Linked DNA regions of Macaca mulatta: region 1 is linked to region 2. Evidence: chromatin contacts called from public Hi-C data. All regions are on one chromosome and are shown on one strand. Each heading gives the region's core, a stretch centred on a gene start, on an enhancer-like site or on the middle of the called end of the contact. The rest is flanking DNA. Distances are from core to core; before and after follow the strand shown.

Region 1 (4,191 bases), core at 1,347-3,846, 180 kb before region 2:
AGTTAATTCACACAAGCACCATCAAACTTGTACACTGATCAGATCTCTACATTTACTAGTTTCCTGAAGATTTCTAATCTATATGACCCTCATAAAAGGTGATCGAGGGGGATATCACCCTTGTAGTTTTGTTAGCATTGGTTTCTAATAGTTTATTTCTACTTTTAAAAATACAAGGGACATAGACACTTTGTATTCTATTAGTAATACCGTAGACTTAGAGTCTCCTTCATTTAAAAAGGAATGGTAAAGTACATATTGTACAACACTTCCAAGTTTGTCTCTGTGAGAGGAATTCAATCAATGTATTTTGTATGTATGAGGAATAAAACATTTTATTTTAATTCACTGTGTTATGTAGCTATTGATGGATTCATTTTTTCCATACTGCATATTCAGTATTTTTCCATAATGTAGATTATTTCATAATGTGGATTCAAGCCCGCTGTGTGCCAAACATGAGCTGGGTTCTGGAGTCAGGGTCCCCACTTCACAAAGCTTGCAATCTAAAAGAAGGATTTGCAAACCTTGATGAACTATATATTCCAGATACTTAAGCAAAGGAATCATTGTTTTCATTTTCTAAAGCATATCACATTCTAAGAGTAATACCACTTTAAAATTTTATTTCCAAATTTGAAACACCAAAAAGTTAAACATTAGCTTTCATATAATCTCTCTGAAGTAACAATGCAGAAAACTCTGGGATCAATCTACAAAATAGAGTAACAAAGAGTTTTCATTAAGAAGGCAGCAGGAGAGTCACAAATACTTACATTAGCTTTAACTGTGCCTAGGATGTCTTGGCTTTGATTATTGGATTTAGCTGAAAATCAGTTATCACATTTAAAATTTTTCCCTATCTTCAGCTAACAGTATGAAACTAAGTTTCAAAATGTCCAATCCTACATGCTGAATCCTGCCAGATAGAGTAGTTAATATTAAATGTTTTCTAGGATCTGATCTTAGAATTTTGACAGCAAACTTACACAAACCTTTTTTTCTTATATTATTTGAAGGTAAGAAATATTTGCTGAAGATTTATTCTTGATCAACCTATCTACTATACATTTGAAGATCAAAATGTCTACTGATCGCCTATTTTAATCCTTTCTCAGTTTGGTTCTTATGCATCATTATAAAACTACTCTGGCCCTTCAATGAGAATTTTTAGCCTACTTTTCTTGCTTGCTTTGTCATTAAACAAAAATTAAGCATCCCATGCTGATATCATTAGCACAGATTACTTTAACCATACCTTGATTATCAGAAGACCAGGCCCGAATTATTTCCTAAGCAGAAACATAATGAAAAAAAGTCCCAAGAACATTTTTAAATACCTCTTTATTAATACTAAATGCATCACAATTAACATAAATCAAAACGTGCTTTAACATACTCCTAGGAAAGATGAATACAGATGGTTATTCAGGAACATCAGTTGGAATAAAGACCCCATCACAAACTATTCATCTCAAATGGTTATAGCATAGAAAATGGAATACTCCTTTTCCCTTGGAAAGGCCTTGTGCCGTTTCAAAATCTGAACGTCAGTCAGAAACCACTTTTCACCCTGGTAGGAGGAGGGGGTCCGACGTGTCTGCATACACCACCACCCCAGATTGGCAATATCCCTAAGATTCCCCGAGCATCCACAGCAGCGAGTGTACCTAATACTTATGCACTCACAGGTAGAGACGGGTACACAGAGCCAATAAACTGGTCCTCTGGAAATTAGAGAAAAAAATGAGAAATAACTCGTTCTCCTTGCCTCTAAATCACTGCCTTCTGCACCTTATCTTTCTACTCATGTCAGCACAGAAGACCAACCCTCCTTGCTGGGGACTCGCAATCATTCCTTTGGTTTTTTCACCCAGCAAAGTGAGAACGACCGCTAGGGTTGCGTGCGTCAGGATTTGTTTTTTCCGTATTGCTACCCCCCACCCCCCGCCACCCCAGCCTCCCAAAACCTATACTCACTAGAGGGTGGGCTAAGGTCTGGGAAGATGGGCTTGGGGCTGAGCGGATGGGACGGAAAAGCAGAAATTGGGTCCCTGGCACTGTTAAGTCGGGTTCTTCCCCATTTCCATCCCTCCCTCCACTTCCCACCTTCCACCTTAGATACCTTTTACCAAGAAGCCCCCCTGGGCCCATCCCTCCTTCCTTCCCCCACCACCAGCAGTCCCACCCTCTGCCGCCCGCCCTCCGGGATGCCCCCAAGGCTGTCAGGGGGCAGCACCCTTACCAGGCTCATGGACGCCAGGGTTGTCGGATAGCTCGATGACCAGGAGCTCCCGGCCCTCGAAGCTGCGCCCCACCGTGTAAATCCTGCTGATGGCGGTGCACTGCAGCCACACGGACACGAGCGCCTCGCGCAGCTCGGGGTAGCGGTGGTACTCGAAGGAGATGCCGTCCTCCTGCTGCAGCCGCCGGCGCCGCCTCATGCCGGCCGCGGGAGCCCCGGGCTCCTGGGCTTCGGCGCCCAGGAGCCACCCGCAGGCAGCCAGTGCCCCGCACAGAGCCAGCAGCGCGCGGCCCCCTCGCCCAGCCATCACTGCGCTCCGCCGCCGCCGGCCGTGCCTTCCTACGCTGGCGGCCTCTTTTGTCTGCCCGGACCTGGGCTTAGCCGGCCGGCGCTGCTGGGGGCGGCGGCAAGTTCCGCACCAGCCTCCACTCGCCTCACCTTCCCCGGTTGAATGAGTGTCAGCCCGCGCACTGGGGCCACCCAGAGGAGAGGGGCGAAGCCGCGGCTCCGCGGGCTGCACTACTGGCCGCGGAGCCCAGGGGAGCTGCAGGAGAAACCACTGCGAGGAGGGGGCCGGCGGAGAGCGAGACGGGCCGGCGTGGATTTGGGAGGGCTGCTGGCGTTATTTATTGGCTCGGAACCACGTCAACAGCCAAATGGCGTCCGGGACGACGCAGGTGAAATGACAGCTAAGGTCTGGGGTTCGGGAACGTTACTGTCATTGAGACACCCATGACCCACCCACGTCACTGCGTATGGAAAAAATATTCTTGTATTGTTACTGGAGCCTTTTAAAGGGACATCTATTCCAAGCCTTCCAGTTTCCATCTTGATGCACCAAGAATTAGAGAATATTCCAGAAAAAAAGGAAGTATTGGCAGCCACTTGCCATCTCCTGATGCGTCTTTCATAACTGTATCAAGAGTCCAAACACAAACCCAAGAGTTGGGTTTTCATTTCTTGGAAAGTCTTGCTGGAAATCAGAACATTAAGTGCTTTGATTCAGAGATTTAAGAGAATAGAAATGCTTTCTTCCAATTTGTAGATAACTGTCCTTAATTGCATTTATGCACGTTCCTAGATTCTTCCAGAAAACAAACAGACAAAACAGATAAGGCAATGTCATGTGGCTGTGCCTGCACCAGCCCTCCTCTGTAATACTATGGGGAAAATAAAATACAACTCTGCTGATGCTTTAGACAAAGGATTTAGTTTGGCATTAAGATTAAATCCTGTTAAGAAAACTCTGATGATGACACCTCCATTCCTTTTGCAAAGCTATTGTAAAAATAAAACATCATTTACAGCTTTAAATACCCACCCCTTAGTCGGGATTTATATTCCTGGAGCAATGTCTGGAGCAGATGTTACTCTAAAGAGGCTGCTGTTTGGAATCAGGGACAGCACAAATCTAAATAAATAATCCATTGGGTTTTGCAACCAAGCAGGAAAAGTGGACACCATGCGGATAATTTTTCATGTTAGGCTTTTTTTTGTTTTTCTAAACTTGTTCATTCTTCACCTGTTTAACAGTGCGTTGCACATAATAAAAAAATTTACCAGGAAAAAGAGTTAGATATTTAAGTCATTTTATTGGATAAGTAAAAGCACAGACATGGTTGGTGAGGTGCTGCTGGAGGGGCTGGCTTCAAACACGCCTATGTACATTGACTACAACAGCATGGATCTTCTTTTTTTTTCTTTTTTCTTTTCTCTTTTTTTTTTTTTTTTTTTTTGGCGTTTTTGGGGAGAAGCTGTCACTGTAAACACATGGCACTCAAGTTCAATTGATGTGGATCCAGCCAATTTTTTTTTGTCAATGTAGACAGAGCTAAAAATTGTATATCTTCCACTATGACCAGCCTGTGTTTGATTACATGGTCCAGAAGTTTGAAATCAAACTTATAATTATATTTCTAAAATCATGCCCAAAACAGCAACCTTGG
Region 2 (4,790 bases), core at 1,067-3,566:
CATAATGAGTTCTTGAATTAGGTTTAATGCTGGATAGAACCAAATGAAAATAAAAACCTACTTGTATTTATAATTAAATAGATAGAAACAAAGAAAAAGTCTCACCAACTTTAGCTACCCATGATTGAAAGAAGTTTTAACAATTCTTTCATCCCGGCTGGCATTCCAGGTTTCCCACTATATCTCAGCCTCTCACTGTTTCAGCACTATTGATGGAATCTCAATGCCAAAAAATGGTGCTGGTCATCAAAATTATGATTAGCTGATCTACCCTAGAGTCAGTTTATCAATGTTTGAATGCATACATCAATTTCATTTTTTAGTGTTTCAATTTAAATCATCTGTGTCTCTATTCCCTCCCTCCAGAGCCTACTTTTCCACCCCCTTCTTTTCACCTGCATGCTAAGATTCCCTTATTCTTTCCTTTAGTTCCCTCTGTTCCAAAAGTAAAAAGCAACTGCAGGAACTTATATAGAAGGCAGGTTTACTACAGATAACATACCTACATGTTACATATTATATACCATGTGCTGTCTAAATACAGCTAGCATATCCTGCCTTAAGTGCTTCTGAGCCTGGGCAGACCCCCGTGTGTTCATGCTGCTGATGTAAACCATCCACCATCATATTTCCTACGAGTTCAGGTGCCTTCCTCCAGCCTGCTGAAGAACATGACCAAATCTCACAGCCCTCAAAGCCACAGCTATCGAGAGGTGACTAAGCCCCTGCTTCTGTCAGCCCAGGAAGGCCAATTCAAGAGTCTTATCATCTACCCCCTAGATTTCCACGACCTGTTCCACTCAAGCTAAAAATTCTGAAACGCACTTTTAGAAACTGTCGTTTCAGAATCCTATTAGCTCTCCTTAAAGGGCTGAACATCAAAAAATTATTCAACCCAAGCCAAGTATCCTTATTTTGGCTGGAATTCTGCCAAATAACCACAAGAGGCTGGTGCGGTACAATTGGTATGGAGTGAAGCTTGCCAAATCTAACCGGAGAACGACAAGCCTCCATGAATAAGCTCTCATGAAAAGGTACACCATTCTTCAGGATGAGGTTTGTTTGCGATTTGAAAAGTCAGATTCAAAGGACTCTTGTTCCCTCCTAAGAGAAGAGGGAACCAAAATTGAAATTTTCGAAACTCCTGGGTATTTACAGTTCACTTTTACCAAGATGTTTTTAAAACTAAAAACTAGAATTTTTTTTTTAAAAAAAAACCTTTTTCTGAATAATGCAATAATGTCTTCTACATAATGTTTCAGCTATTATTTCTAGAAAGTAATTCTGTTGCCAGTGATCTTGAATGTACTTGGGTACCAAAGAAAAAAGACACCTGTGCCTGGCAGGTCGATACGCTACTAATTAGCCCGAGGTACGAAGGAAACAGAAGATGCTCTGATTTCTGGATAAAACGTTCTGCAGTGCCAGGTAAAAGAGGTCACATGCCCTGAACGACCGCCGCTCATTTAGAGTGATGCAAAAGCTCCTCGGATATTAATTTTGTTAGAAATTCGGGGAATCAAGCAACCTAGAATCAATTCATTTAGACAGCGGGCGACTGGTACTTTACAGTTTCCTTTTTTCAACGGACTCAGTGCATCCTAGCTTGATCTCTTATAAAGGGGTAGGCAAGCTGGGCACCAGGTGCCCAGGCATTTCAGGAAGGTACACACAGGATCGGCAGGGTCACCCATGCACAGCCCCACCCCGAATCTTCTATTCGCCCGAGATGGGGAAGACCCTTCCCCAGAAATCCTGGGCAGCGTTTTAAGTCACCGCCTGGCCAGGCTGAGTTTCCGTCCGCGTCCGCTCCGGACTGCGGGCACAGCGCCTCGTCACGCCCCGCATCTCCCACCTCCCGCCGGCCCCGGCGGCTCCAGGCGGCCGTCCCCAGAGCTGCGCCCGCGGCCAGCGACACGCGCCGCAGCGGCGCGCTTATCCGCAGCGGCGCAGCCCGCCCGCCCGCTCACTCACGCGGGAGGCAGCGGCGGCGTCTCCATTGTGGCTCCTCTCGGGCTTCAGAACGCAGGCACCGACCGCCGCCGCCAGCACCATTCCAGCCGCGGACGCCGGCACTGCCCGCCCGCCGAGCCGCGTTCCATCCGCCCCGGAGGGGGCGCCGCGCTCTCCTCACCGCGCGCCACCACCTGCGGCGGCGGCCCCCGCGGCCATGGCCGGCTCGGCCAGGCGCGCTCCGTCTACTGCGCGGCTCCCGCGCTCGCCCGAGTGCTGGGCGGCGGCGACGGGACCGGCGGGCGCGCGGGCTCAGCCACTTCCGGGTTTGGCCCCGGCCGGCGCCGACGCTGTGACGGGACTGCGATGCGGCCTCCCGCGGCTGCCGAGGACCCCTCCCTCGGCGCCTCCCCTTCCTCCTGCTGCTGCTACCGCTGCTGCTGCTGTTTCTGCTGCTTCTGGAGGCGGGCGGGCGCCAGCCGGGAGCGGGGCGGGCGTGCCCAGACCCTGGCCCGCAGGCCGGGACGCGGGCGGCGGCCGCCCACAGCGGGTCTGTGGATCTCCGGGACGGGGGCGCTGGAAAATGGGAGTGGAGGGGGTTCTCCGTGCAGAAAAAGGGCGGCCGAACGCGCGGCGTTCGGATAATGCCCGGTATCCACTTACTGCTCTGCTTCGCGGGCGTGTACACGTTATTCTTTTCATTTGAGCCTATACCCAGGGAGATGGGAAGGGTAGGCATAACCAACCAGTGCCCTTACAAATGGTGGAACTGAGTCAAGAAGAAATGATTTGCCTGTCCAGTGTCCCAAGCAAGAAGCTGTGCCTCCTCAGTGTGCTATCCATTCCTTGGACAAGTGAAGTGAGCATCTGCTAGGCAAGGTTTTAGTGCTGGGGACGTGACAGCAAAACACAGCAAGTCTCTGTGCTTGTGGAGCTGTCCATCTAGACGGGATGACAGAAACAAAGTGATGCTTACCATGAAGAACATAAATGAGGATGAGGAGAGGTAAAGAGATTTTATAAGGAGTGATCAGGGAAGGCCTCCCAAAAGGCATGAGTTAAACAGAGATGGAATAACAGGGACTTTGAGTAATGCAAAGAATGCCCAGGGCAGAGGGAAGAGCAGCGTGGAGACTGCTAAGCAAGATCCTGCCTGCTTTGTTGAGGAAGGGAAAGGAGAACAATGCAGCTGGTGGTTCTCCAAGTATGCCCGCTGGAAGCAGTAGCACCTGCGAACTTGTTAGAGATGCGAATTTTCCAGTTCCACTTTAGACCTACTGAACCAGAAACTCTGGGGGTGGGGCCCAGCAGCGTGCGCTTTAACAAGCTCTCCAGATGATGCTTGCTGGGGTCGCGAGGGTGGGAGACCCTCTAATGAAGCAGAGTGAGGTCAGGAGGACAGCGGAGGGAATGGGTGTGGCGTGGAGTAATCACAGATTACCCAGGCCTTGTAGGCCATGATGAAGGACTTGGCTTTTACTGAGATGAGAAGCAATTAGAAAGTGGTCAGTAGCTTGATCTGATCATTAAAAGGATGACTTTTCTGGGATTTGTTTGAAAATATCCCACAAAAAGACAGACAGAGGCCGGGCGCGGTGGCTCACGCCTGTAATCCCAGCACTTTGAGAGGCCGAGGCGGGCGGATCACCTGAGGTCGGGAGTTCGAGATCAGCCTGACCAACATGGAGAAACCCCGTCTCTACTAAAAATACAAAAAATTAGCCGGGCATGGTGGTGGACGCCTGTAATTCCAGCTACTCGGGAGGCTGAGGCAGGAGAATCACTTGAACCCAGGAGGCGGAGGTTGCAGTGAGCCAAGATGGCGCCACTGCACTCCAGCCTCGGCAACAGAGCGAGACTCCGTCTCAAAATTCATAAATAAACAGAAGTTCATAATACGAAGTTTGTGTGTGTGTGTGTGTGTGTTTGTTGTTGTTGTTGTTTTGTTTTGTTTTGTTTTGTTTTTTTTAAGATGACTGCTGTATGGGTAACATGCATAGTGAGGCAAGAGAGCAAGCAAGGAGATTAACCTGGCTGGGATGAAAAGTAGGGATGGCTTGGATTAGAGTCCCAGTGACTGAGAGAAGTGGTCAGGTTCTGAATCTGTTTAGAAGGTAAAGTACTCAGGATTGCTGGTAGATTCGCGTATAAAAAAGAAAGATGATCCTAAGGATTTTGTTCTGAGCTCTGGGGAGAATGGAGTTGCCCTTTACTGGGATTAGGGAGATTGAGAAAGAACAAGTATTGGAGGGCGGGGTGGACATTGTATTTGTAAACTCTGATTTAGATATGGTAAGCTTGAGATGTCTGTTAAACATCCATGTGAAGATAGGTGTAGACAATTAGATATATGTATCTGGGGTAGATACAAATTTGGAAGTTGTTAGTGTACAGATGATATTGAGATCAACTAGATTATGTAGCTAAAGAAAAGAAGTAGACCAAGAAGTAAGCCCTGGGGCACTCCAACATTAAAAAAGAAGAGGAGGAGTACTCAGCAAAGGAGATAGTAAAGGAACAACCGGGGAAATAGAAGGAGATCCAAGGCAGGTGTCTTGGCAGCCTAGTGAAGGGTTCCAGAAAAAAAAAACAACAACCACCTTAGTACACTTTAGCATGAAGACTTTTCTGTATGATGGTTCTGTTCAGAGCCATAATAAAACTTCCTACTTTACAACGTTGTTTTCAGAATTAAATGGAATAATTGATGTAAAGTACATAGGACATAAATGTATAATGGAAGCACTTAATAAATGTTGGTTGCTGTTATTATTTCTGTACATTTCTGTGGCCATCAGTTATACCTGACTCTGCTAGGAACTGGGTTAAGTCCTAGA

What was found. Hi-C and Micro-C count contacts between places; a contact is called where the count stands out from the background.
Region 1: a Hi-C map of fetal cortex germinal zone shows a contact between it and region 2, with 1.9 times the contacts expected there. The contact joins the promoter of CPE here to the promoter of KLHL2 in region 2. A contact is called at or near these places in 2 of 14 Hi-C or Micro-C datasets (fetal cortex germinal zone and fetal cortical plate).

The regions. Positions count from the first base shown.
Region 1 is chr5:173,942,627-173,946,817 of T2T-MMU8v2.0, reverse strand. CPE (carboxypeptidase E) reads right to left here and starts at 2,596. Exons shown (of 9, transcript NM_001258081.1): 1 at 2,246-2,596. The coding sequence starts at 2,552.
Region 2 is chr5:173,761,967-173,766,756 of T2T-MMU8v2.0, reverse strand. KLHL2 (kelch like family member 2) reads right to left here and starts at 2,316. Exons shown (of 14, transcript XM_015139450.3): 1 at 1,975-2,316.